3 separate regions of the Mus musculus genome follow, and regions 2 and 3 are each linked to region 1. The links are chromatin contacts, called in public HiChIP or PLAC-seq maps. All regions are on one chromosome and are shown on one strand. Each heading gives the region's core, a stretch centred on a gene start, on an enhancer-like site or on the middle of the called end of the contact. The rest is flanking DNA. Distances are from core to core; before and after follow the strand shown.

Region 1 (3,385 bases), core at 599-3,098:
GAGAGAAGTCAGATTCAGTCAGCCTGAAGAAGAATATGATGAGCCAGAACACCTAAGCTGAACCAGCCAAGCAGAACTCGGGAAGAACTAGGAAGGGTGATCAGCAGTAAGTCTCAGAGGCTGACGTTCTAGGCCTACATTAGATTGCACAGAGACTAGAAGCTTCCAGGATTAGGCCTAGGTTAACAGACTGAGGCAGCAAGCCTAGGAGGACAATTATTAATGCAGGCCAATTATATTTACAGACTTTAATGAGTCAAAATGCACAACACACTATGGGGGAACACAGAGGATACAGCAAATAGGAATTCTGGTACCAGCTTCATGCAGATAAGATACCCACGTGACACAGTGAAGGAAGGGTGAAAGAGCAGATGTGTCTAACAACTGAATTGTGTCCTAAGATGTAGAACTCTCAACTGCTTAGCAGCTTTTCTGGTTTTATGTCTTCAGTAGGGAGAAACCAACTGGGGTCAAATTATCAAAGAATGAGGGATCACACTGCCTAGCATCATTTAGGGAAATGCAAAAACTAGGGAATAAAAGGACTAAGCTAGAAAGAGTCAAGACACCCAAGGAAGTTCTCCATGAACAGACAAAGAACAGTTTTAGCCATTTCACTGGGTTAGCACAAGTGACTAATAATCTTTCCACCCACTTCCTGGTGCCAGAGCAATAAAGAAAATGGTGGCTTCTATACTGTCATAACAGATTGTTCATTTTTAGTCTTTACCTCTTATTTTGAGAAAATCTTAATTAGCAAATTAAAAGGTTTCCTGTTTGGTCCCTAAGTGGGTACAAATCCTACAATCTAAGGTAAACTACCAATTAAAATGGCAAGAAATAAGAAAACTTTAAAAAATAAAAAGCTAAATCTTTTCTAAAATTCACTGACTCTTCCTTAAACTGTTATAAGAAAAAACTGTTGCTCTGACCAAAACCTTTCTTAAAACTGCAGCTGCTATTTCACATCAGGTTATACACACATGAAAAAGTGAGCAAAAGCAACCATGAGCTCTTCTAAAACCAGTCCATGGACTTTCTGGATTTCTGAGTGTCTAAGAGGAAGCAGGCAAATGTTCTGATTCCTATTAATTGAACTAGAGCAATGAAAGAGGCTCCATGACTCTTCACCTGCCCTAAGCCCTAAGTCACGTCTAAAGAACTTCCATGATAAAAAGGAAAGGGGTGGTAAGATGATTCAGATGTAAGGGCACTTGCTTCAACTCTGGCTTCATGCTTGATGCTCAGAAACTTGACTCCAAAGATGCCCTCTCACCTTTACATATAGACCATGGTGCATATACCCTACACATGCAAATCATACACAAGCACACATGAACACACACATCATCATCATCATTCTCGTTATAATTAAAAGGAACAAAAAGGCTTTCTAGAACCTGAGAGGTGAAGAGAGGACAAGAGAGGAAGAACAGGGGGAGCTTCCATTATTTAAAAAGAAAAATGAAGTTGAATAAAGCCTGCACTAACATCATTTATAGTGAAATAACACTAATCCCTCCACTGCTCATACAAATATCCAGATTCAAATTTCCTAGACTCAGAACTGAGAAGTCAAGTAAAAAGAGCTAGCTGCAGAACCCAATATACACACTCATTTGTAGATCCAATAAAATGGGCAAAGATGCCTTAGGACATGACTGAGTAGGGGCTAGAGCGATGCTCGGAGGTTAGGAGTGATAAATTACTTCTCTACCAGTGAAAAGAGCCAATTCAAACCAGATTAGATTAGATTAAATGTAAATTTTATGGGAAGCTGTTCCTGGGCACGTTCGGAGGCTCCAAGGACAGAGGCAAAGTCATTATGGGGAAAGGGGGGGGGGGGCAAGCCCAACCCCTAAACTGGAATGTTCAGGACTAAGGGTAGGGTATGCCAGGTTAGAGAGGAATACTGGAAGAACCAGAAGGTCAAATTTTCTTTGATATGTAGAATATGCACCTTAGTTCCTCAACCAAAACCAAACAAAGAATACTTGATGCTCTTCTAGAGCTTCTAGAGGACTCAAGTTTGGTTCCTAGCACCTATGTTAGATAGCTCACAACCAGAGAATTGGATACCCTCTTCTGGCCTCTTCAGGTATACATGCACACAATTGGCATTGCACGAATATGTGTGTGTGTGTGTGTGTGTGTGTGTGTGTGTGTACATTTAAATAAAATAAGAAAAGGCCGGGCAGTGGGGAGGCAGAGGCAGGCAGATTTCTAAGTTCGAGGACAGCCTGGTCTACAGAGTGAGTTCCAGGACAGCCAGCACTATACAGAGAAACCCTGTCTCAAAAGAAAACCAAAAAAAAAAACAAAACAAAAAACAAAAAAAATAAACAAACAAAAACAAAAGGACTAATCCTTGTGGCTAGGATCTAATTAGTTGTAGCATGCTTACCTAAAATGCATGAAGCCCCAGGCTCATTATTCAGTTTTACATAAACTGGGCATGGTGACAGAATCCTTTAGTTCTTGTTCTTGGGGGAGGTAGGAGGATCAAAAGTTCAAAGTCATCTTTGCCTAACTACTAAGTTCAAAGCTAGCATGAGATACATGAGACTCTACCTTAAAGAATAATAATATTTTTAACCCATGTAAAAGAATTCTCCAGGACAATGCTGAAACAATTTAGCAATTAAGTAAGTTAGTTTCTAACTTCCATTAAGAACAGACATTCAGCCGGGCGTGGTGGCGAACGCCTTTAATCCCAGCACTCGGGAGGTAGAGGCAGGCAGATTTCTGAGTTCGAGGCCAGCCTGGTCTACAGAGTGAGTTCTAGGACAGCCAGGGCTACACAGAGAAACCCTGTCTCGAAAAACCAAAAACCAAAAAAAAAAAAAACAGACATTCACGAGTCCATATTGATATAAGCAAAACCTTCCTTCCAGAAGAAAGTCAACTTTTCTAACCTCTCACAGAAGTTAGACAACAGCCCCAAAACCACTACCCTCAAGTGGACAAGAGGGAAACTGTGAGGAAAAACTAGGCAAATGCTAGCTCTGTTCACAGCCAACATCACTAATGGTCCTGAGGCTACTATGGAACACTGGTAATTAAGTGATAAGGGAACTTCACAGCTGAGGCATTCTTCCCCCTAACCCATAATCATAATAAAAATATCCCACAAAACAAACACATGACAGGTGTGTAATATTGCCATAATCTGCAAGAAAATACCTAGAGAAACTGTGAAACCAGAGACTGCATTTAGATACCTGGACTGTAGCTAATAGAGATGCATCAATGTCATCTCTTTGTAGATACAGACATGCAGTCGGTGGAAGGATAACAAGGAATTGGAACTGGGTGAGGGATATAAGGGAACACTATACTTACTGTCTTTGCCTTTTAAGTATGAAAATAGTTTAGAAAAAAA
Region 2 (3,385 bases), core at 639-3,138, 440 kb before region 1:
CACCAGTCCATGGGGTGGTACCACCCACATCTAGGGTGGGTCTTCCCACTCCATTAGCTTATTCTAAAATCTCTCTCATAGACTTGCCCAGACATTTGTCTCCTGGGAGATTTTGCATCATGTCAGGTTGAAAATCAATACTACCCTTTAGAGATCCTGTCTCCAACCTGCCTTCAAATGCTATAGCTTCAGCTCAGGAGCTATGTTCCTGGCCACAGGCCTCTCAGGGATCTCTGGACATTCAAATGGCATGTGGCCTTGGTGGGAAGCTAGGGCTTGCCTCGTAATGGCCATCCGGACTCTCTTCCTGCATCTGCCACCTTATCTCTATGACTTACAGGGGTGGTGTTGATAAGCACGCCCGGGAGAATGACAGACCACAGAGTTATGATATTTGAGAAGCAATGAGTGATAAACAAGCAAACATAGGTGTGTATGTGTACTAGTGGCTTTTCTTACCTCGGTGACAGAAAGAGAGGTTTGTTTGGGCTCCCAGTTTGGAAGGTACAGCTGTCACGGATGGGAAGACATAGTTGGCTGTGTTGGCTTCACCTGTCATTGTGGGAACTTGGGAACTCTCGTTCCTATCTTGGTGGATCCCAAGAGAACCTTGGGTCTGAACCAGAGGTAGATAACACCTTTCGTGCCATCCCCTAGAGACCCACTTCTGAGAGCTAGGCCACAGTGACAAAATGCCCCACAACCCTTCAGAACAGGGCTAGCTTATGGGGACATATGCTTAGACACTTGTGGAGGTGGGGAGCGGCACAGTTTATATTCAAACCAGAATAGTGTGAGAAGTACCAAAAGGAGCAAGGGCTCCTGTGACCCTGGGACCTAAATTGTCTCCATGGGAGAGTAGAGAGTCTGGAGGGCATCCAAGGAGAACTGGTACTGAGGCCCATACCTGACGGGCACAAGACAGCCCAGCAGACAGCTGGAGGGAAAGGATTGCCAGACCGCAGGCCTACCGACACTGCCTCACCTTCAAAGGCTCGTTTTTGTTTTTGTTTTGTGTTGATTTGTTTTTTTCTTTGTCCCCATGGGTACTTTTTTTTTTTTCCATTTTTTATTAGGTATTTCGCTCATTTACATTTGCAATGCTATACCAAAAGTCCCCCATAGCCACCCACCCCCTCTCCCCTACCCACCCACTCCCCTTTTATGGCCCTGGTGTTCCCCTGTACTGGGGCATATAAAGTTTGCGTGTCCAATGGGCCTCTCTTTCCAGTGATGGCCGACTAGGCCATCTTTTGATGCATATGCAGCTAGAGTCAAGAGCTCCAGGGTACTGGTTAGTTCATAATGTTGTTCCACCTATAGGGTTGCAGATCCCCATGGGTACTTTTGTTAGTTCCTGGTAATGGTCAGGTTCTTTCTGAACGCTGGACCTGCTCTTGAGCCAGTATCTCTCCGTCTGCCTCCTTTGAGCTGCTGGGTAGTTTGTACTTCCACTAGTGGCCTCTTGCCTAGGCTATAGGCAGGCATCTGTCTCTACCATTAAAGGTGAATTGTGTAAGGGAAGAAAGTGACTTGTAGAAAATGACAGAGCTCCATGTAATGGGTTCACCTCAGGCAATGCAGTGCACGTGTGTGTGTGTGTGTTTGTGTGTGTATGTGTGTGTTTGTGTGTCTATGTGCGCATATGCACATGTGTGTGTCTGCATGTGTGTGTGTGTGCACATGCATATGTGTGTGTGCACATGTATGTGTGTGTGTCTGTGTGTGCACATGCACGTATGATACTGGGGATCAAATCCAGGGCCTCTAAATGCTCTGTCTCTAAACTTCACCCTCAGCCCACAAATCAGCTTGGAAGTAGTCTTGCTGGCCTCATCCTCATTGCCTTGGGTGAAATGTGTAATTGTTTAAACGGATGTGCCCTGCCCAGCCCTGGAGGAAGAAAGGTTGAAATGCACTTCAGCCAGGTGTGGTGCCTTGTACATGCAGTCCCTGCATTCCAGAGGGTGAATCAGGATTGCTGGAATTTTTGAGGCATCAAGTTTCAGATGAATCTGGACTATAGTCTGAGACCCTACCTCAAATGAGAGAATGAACAAGCCCTGGACAGCCGACTCCATGGAGCAGCTTGCTGCCAAGGCAATGACCTGAGTTTAAACCCCAGGACTCACAGGGTGGAAAGGAAAAAAAGAAACCCACACGCATGCGACCAGTGATCTTGATAATCATGTCCATAGCAAAGAAAGCAAACAAATCGATCTTAATTGCCTTAAAAGATTTTATTTCCCCCGCTAGGAACTAGTTTCTTTTGGCCAAACTGAAAGAGCACCTTGTCTGCTGGTTAAGCAAGACACTGTCGTGGGCTCTAATTACTTTCCAGCTTGCAGGGAGGGTGACAGAAAGCGTATTGTGACCTGTGCTCAAGAAAATAAAGGCACGAGGCAAGCACTGAGCTGTTACAACACAGGTTGGGTGGAACATTTGATTAACTTGATTGCTGGTTCTCTGTGGGAGAAGAATAAGGAAGGAGAATGTGAAGAAAGAGAAGAAGGAAGAGGAGGAGGAGAAGAAACAGGAGAAGGACAAGGAGGAGGGGGAGGGAAACAGCTAGACAGTGCTGTTAGCAAAGGAAAACAGAAGTGCAACTGGAAGGGCCAGGTGAGGTGGCTCAGTGGTTAAGATTGCTGGCTCCTCTTCCAGAGGATGCAGGTTCGATTCCCAGCACCCACAGGGAGGCTCAGGGATCCATTGCCCTTCTCTGACCTCCTCCTGCACCAGGCACAAGTGGTACATGGATAGACATGCGAGTGAAACATTCATACACATGACAAAGGAAAATCTAAAAAAAACCAAAGTGCAACTGGGAGGTCAGGGGGCTGAAGGGAAACAGAAGGAAAGAGCAGGCAGGATAAAGGATGGGTTATGTGGGCCGGGTGGGGTGGGGTGAGGCAGGAAACCAACCAGGGGCAGGTACCAAAGTTTTCCAAGGGGGAAGCAGGAAGGATCACTGCGGGATGTTGACTGGAGCCAGAAAGCCTCTTGTTAGCTAGCACCCCATTTTTCATGCCTGTGAGTGAGACCTTGGTCTACTGTGTACTTTCCGAAAGGAAATAAATGAGGAACCCAATAATATCCAGGCTTGGAGCCCAGTGTCATTCCAGGAGACCCTCTGTGTGCCAAGCAGGATTAGTCACCTCTACAAGTGTGAGTTCTTGGACAGGGGCTAGATAGCTCAGGGCTAGATCACTTTCCTAGCTTTTGCAAGGCCCTCTGTCCAAGGCTCGGAAAGAGAGTGCCTGTACTCTTTCTAGATTTCCACTCCTGTCATGTGCAAAAACCAAACCTGTGACTCTGAGCCTGAGAGACAGCTGCTTGCTTCTTCTCGACACTCTTGGATCCCGCTGCCCCACATCTTCATCCCAGG
Region 3 (3,385 bases), core at 558-3,057, 400 kb before region 1:
ATTGGATTACTTGTTCTTTGGGCATTTAAATTTTTTAGTTCATAATTTTCTAAATATTAACTCCCTGTCACATGAATAGTTGACAGGAAAAAAATTTGTCTTATTCTTCAGGCTCCTGACTCTAGTAATTGATTCCCTTATGTACCTATTTCTAACTTGACACAATATCATCTGTCAATAATTTGTTTCTTTTTTATTTACTTACTTATTAATTTTTAGACAAGTTCTCACCACGCACCTCCATCTGGCCTGGAACTTACTTTGTAGAATAGACTTGTCTCAAACTACAGAGGTTCCCCTACCTCTGCCTAATTTGTTCTGGGATTATTGTGTGAAGGATGACATAGGAATTTTGATGAAAATTGCGTTGAACCAATAAGTACCTGGCCTTTTAAAAAACGTTTCCTCTTTTTGGGGGCCAGGTTTAGTAGCAAACATTCACTGGTGGTGAGTTTTTGGCAACTTGATACAAACCAGACTCACTTGGGAAGAAAGAAAGTCATCCCATTATCTAAACAGCAGGTCTGTGCAGCATGATTGATGATGGATGTGGGAGGTTCCTGCTTACTGTGGGTAGAGCCACCCCACCCCTCCGCAGAGTTCCCAGGCTGTATAAAAGAGCAAGCGGGGCAAACTGCTGGAAGCAAGCCAGTAAGCAGCACCTCTCCCTTGGGGGTCTCTGCTTCAGTTCCTGTCCTGATTTCCTTGGGCCATGGAGCACGACCTGAGAGTTGTAAGCTGACACAAACCCTTTCCTCACCACCACATCGTTTATGGCCGTGGTGTTTTACCACATCGTTGCTCAGCGTTGTTCAAGCTTGCTTCTGCAGTTCAGGATCATTTGTGTTTCCGTGTGGATTTTGTATTTTTTTCTACTTCTGTTTAGAATAACATAGGAACTTTGATGGAAATTGCGTTGAATCAATAAGCTGTTTTGTAGCACGACTTCTTTCAATTTTTTTTTTTTTTTTTTTTTTTTTTTTTTTTTGGTTTTTCGTGACAGGGTTTCTCTGTATAGCCCTGGCTGTCCTGGAACTCACTTTGTAGACCAGGCTGGCCTCGAACTCAGAAATCCGCCTGCTTCTGCCTCCCAAGTGCTGAAATTAAAGGCATGCACCACCACGCCCGGAGACTTCTTTCAAATCTTAAGTCTGCCAATTCATGAACATGGGAGATCTTTATACCTTCTAGTATCTTCTTTGATGTTCTACCAAAAGGAGTTATATCCCTTATCTTTGGCATAAAAGATATATAGCTACCGAGCTGGAGAGATGGCTCAGCGGTTAAGAGCACTTCCAGAGGACCTGGGTTCAATCCCCAGCACCTACATAGCAGCTCACAACTGTCTGTAACGCCAAGATCTGACAGCCTCACACAGACACACACAAAGGCAAAATACCAGTGCAGATAAAAATAGATAAATTATAATAAATAAATAAGAGACGTGGCCACCTGTGGTGCCTATTAGCATAGCAAACCTCATGCTGGTTTCCAAGCAGCTCTTGGAGTCTTTAGTGTCACAGTCCCTGTTATACATTTCAAAGTTCAGGCTCCCATGCCAGTCCTTCTCACCTCCTCCTGGACCCTCCCTCCCTCCAGTTCATGGCTTCCCTCCCCAGATCCTCTGTTCTCCCTAGAACTCTGCAATTCTTGCTATGCTTTTTCTCTGTGTTCAGCTCCTGCCTCTCACACTCTGTTCTCTCTGGTTCTCTGGTCTCTTACGGTCTTCCCTCTCTCACAGAACCCTGGTCCTGTCCGTTCTACTCCTTTCTCTCTGATCTAGATTTTTCCAGATGCCTGTGGCTGGCCTCATCTCATATCCACAACAAAAGCCTTCCCCTTAGCCGAGCCAAGGAGTGGTCTAGTCATCAGTGTATATAAAACCCATAGTGGGAGGAGACAGCTGGCTCCTGCAGGTTTCCTCTGACCTCTGTATGTGCACTGTGGCACCCCCCACATGCATACAATTATGTGTGTATACACACACGATACATAAAATGTAATTTAAAACAATAACAAGCACAGTGCCTCGCCCCTCTAATCCCAGCCCTTGAGAAATAGAGGCAGGGGGATTAGGGGTGCAAGGGCATTCTCATCCACATAGTGAGTTCAAGGTCAATGTCGGCTATGTGAGAATGTCTTTAAAAAAATAAGCGAAATGAGCAAGGATGGTCAGACAGAGGCTGGGGGTGATGGCCTGTCAGATAGAAAAGCCAGGATGCATAATCGGGTGCTTCCTAGAGTCGGGCTTCCTACTTATGAGCAGTAGGATTTGAGGTAAGTTGTGCCATTTTTCCGTGACTGTAAAATGACGGACAATGGTATATACTAGACACTGTTAAACAAAATGAGTGAGCACACAGAAGCATCTCAGCGAGGGGCTGTGGGGATGGTGGGCAGCTAGCATCACTTGATCTTCCAGAGAGCAGGTGTTTAGTTCCTAGCACGCATGTCAAGTGATTCACCACCATCTGTAACTCCAGCTCCAACGGATCCGATGCCCTCTCCTGACCTCCGTGAGCCAATGTTCACGTATGTATCACACGTGCACACACGTATACTCACGCATACACATATGTACACGCACACACCCAATGGGATTTTAAAAAATTTTTAAAAAGAGCCTCAACACAGACTTAAAAAGGTCCTTGGCACATAGCCATCCAGGAACTGCTCACTGGCGCGACTCCAGAGGCAGCCTCGAGAAAATCAAGCAGTACGTCCCCTAAGGCAGCTGGCCTGCCAAGGTTTTCTTCCCACACTCAAAGATTCTTCGCATTTAAAAGTCCCATGCCACACTTATTTGGAAATTTTATTCTCTTTATTGCAAATCTCTGGTAAAGGAAAAGACAGGGCAGCTGATTCTCCTTTAAACTTTGGCGAGAAGAGTACTCCATTGTCTTCGCAGGATGGCTGGCCTCCCCATAGCACACAGAATCGCTGGGGGTGGGGGGGTGGGGGGGATTCGGGATAGGGCTGTGACACATACTGGTTGGTGCTGGTGACTGCCTCCCAGATGCTCTGACTTAATGGGTCAGGAGGTTGTTTGGTGTCAGTTGCTCTTTAAACTCCCCAAGTGACCCCAAGCAGCCAGGGTGGAGGGTCCCTGCCACAGTGTCTTGTCACATGGTCGGCAACGTCTCGAATACCTGGCGGTATCACCAGCAGCTGTGTCACCTGCTTACATCACCTGCTAGGCCAGGGTCAGCAGGTGTCCCCTGTCTCCTCCTCCCAAGTGTCCTGTGTGCTCACCCTTCCCCCTTAGAGTCCCCAGGGGAGAGAGACACTGAGGAGGTGTGGCCCTGTCCTGAGTGAGATTTGTGCTTAATCACTCGATAAAACATGGCTAGCCGAGCACACAGGGAAAGAAGAAACCACACTGTCT

What was found. HiChIP or PLAC-seq counts read pairs in DNA pulled down with a chosen protein or histone mark.
Region 2: a contact with region 1 is called in an H3K27ac HiChIP or PLAC-seq map of embryonic stem cells, with 5 read pairs. The contact joins two enhancer-like sites. A contact is called at or near these places in 1 of 39 promoter capture datasets (liver), 2 of 115 datasets of contacts at active chromatin or transcription factors (both in embryonic stem cells) and 1 of 9 other capture datasets (embryonic stem cells).
Region 3: an H3K27ac HiChIP or PLAC-seq map of embryonic stem cells shows a contact between it and region 1, with 4 times the contacts expected there. The contact joins two enhancer-like sites. A contact is called at or near these places in 3 of 484 Hi-C or Micro-C datasets (cerebral cortex and embryonic stem cells) and 6 of 115 datasets of contacts at active chromatin or transcription factors (embryonic basal ganglia and embryonic stem cells).

What each region holds. Positions count from the first base shown.
Region 1 is chr9:70,485,698-70,489,082 of GRCm38.p6, forward strand. The region is part of intron 2 of Rnf111 (ring finger 111); the gene reads right to left. Among named protein-coding and RNA genes, the nearest start is that of Gm24615, 12 kb to the left of the region's middle. Within about 2 kb of position 1,849, at least 17 of the 459 cell types and tissues checked have an H3K27ac peak or open chromatin away from gene starts, as enhancers often do. A contact at or near this core is called in embryonic stem cells, where this site is marked.
Region 2 is chr9:70,046,108-70,049,492 of GRCm38.p6, forward strand. No RefSeq gene overlaps it. Among named protein-coding and RNA genes, the nearest start is that of Gcnt3, 9.7 kb to the left of the region's middle. Within about 2 kb of position 1,889, at least 74 of the 459 cell types and tissues checked have an H3K27ac peak or open chromatin away from gene starts, as enhancers often do. A contact at or near this core is called in embryonic stem cells, where this site is marked.
Region 3 is chr9:70,085,709-70,089,093 of GRCm38.p6, forward strand. No RefSeq gene overlaps it. Among named protein-coding and RNA genes, the nearest start is that of Gm39369, 4.4 kb to the left of the region's middle. Within about 2 kb of position 1,808, at least 16 of the 459 cell types and tissues checked have an H3K27ac peak or open chromatin away from gene starts, as enhancers often do. A contact at or near this core is called in embryonic stem cells, where this site is marked.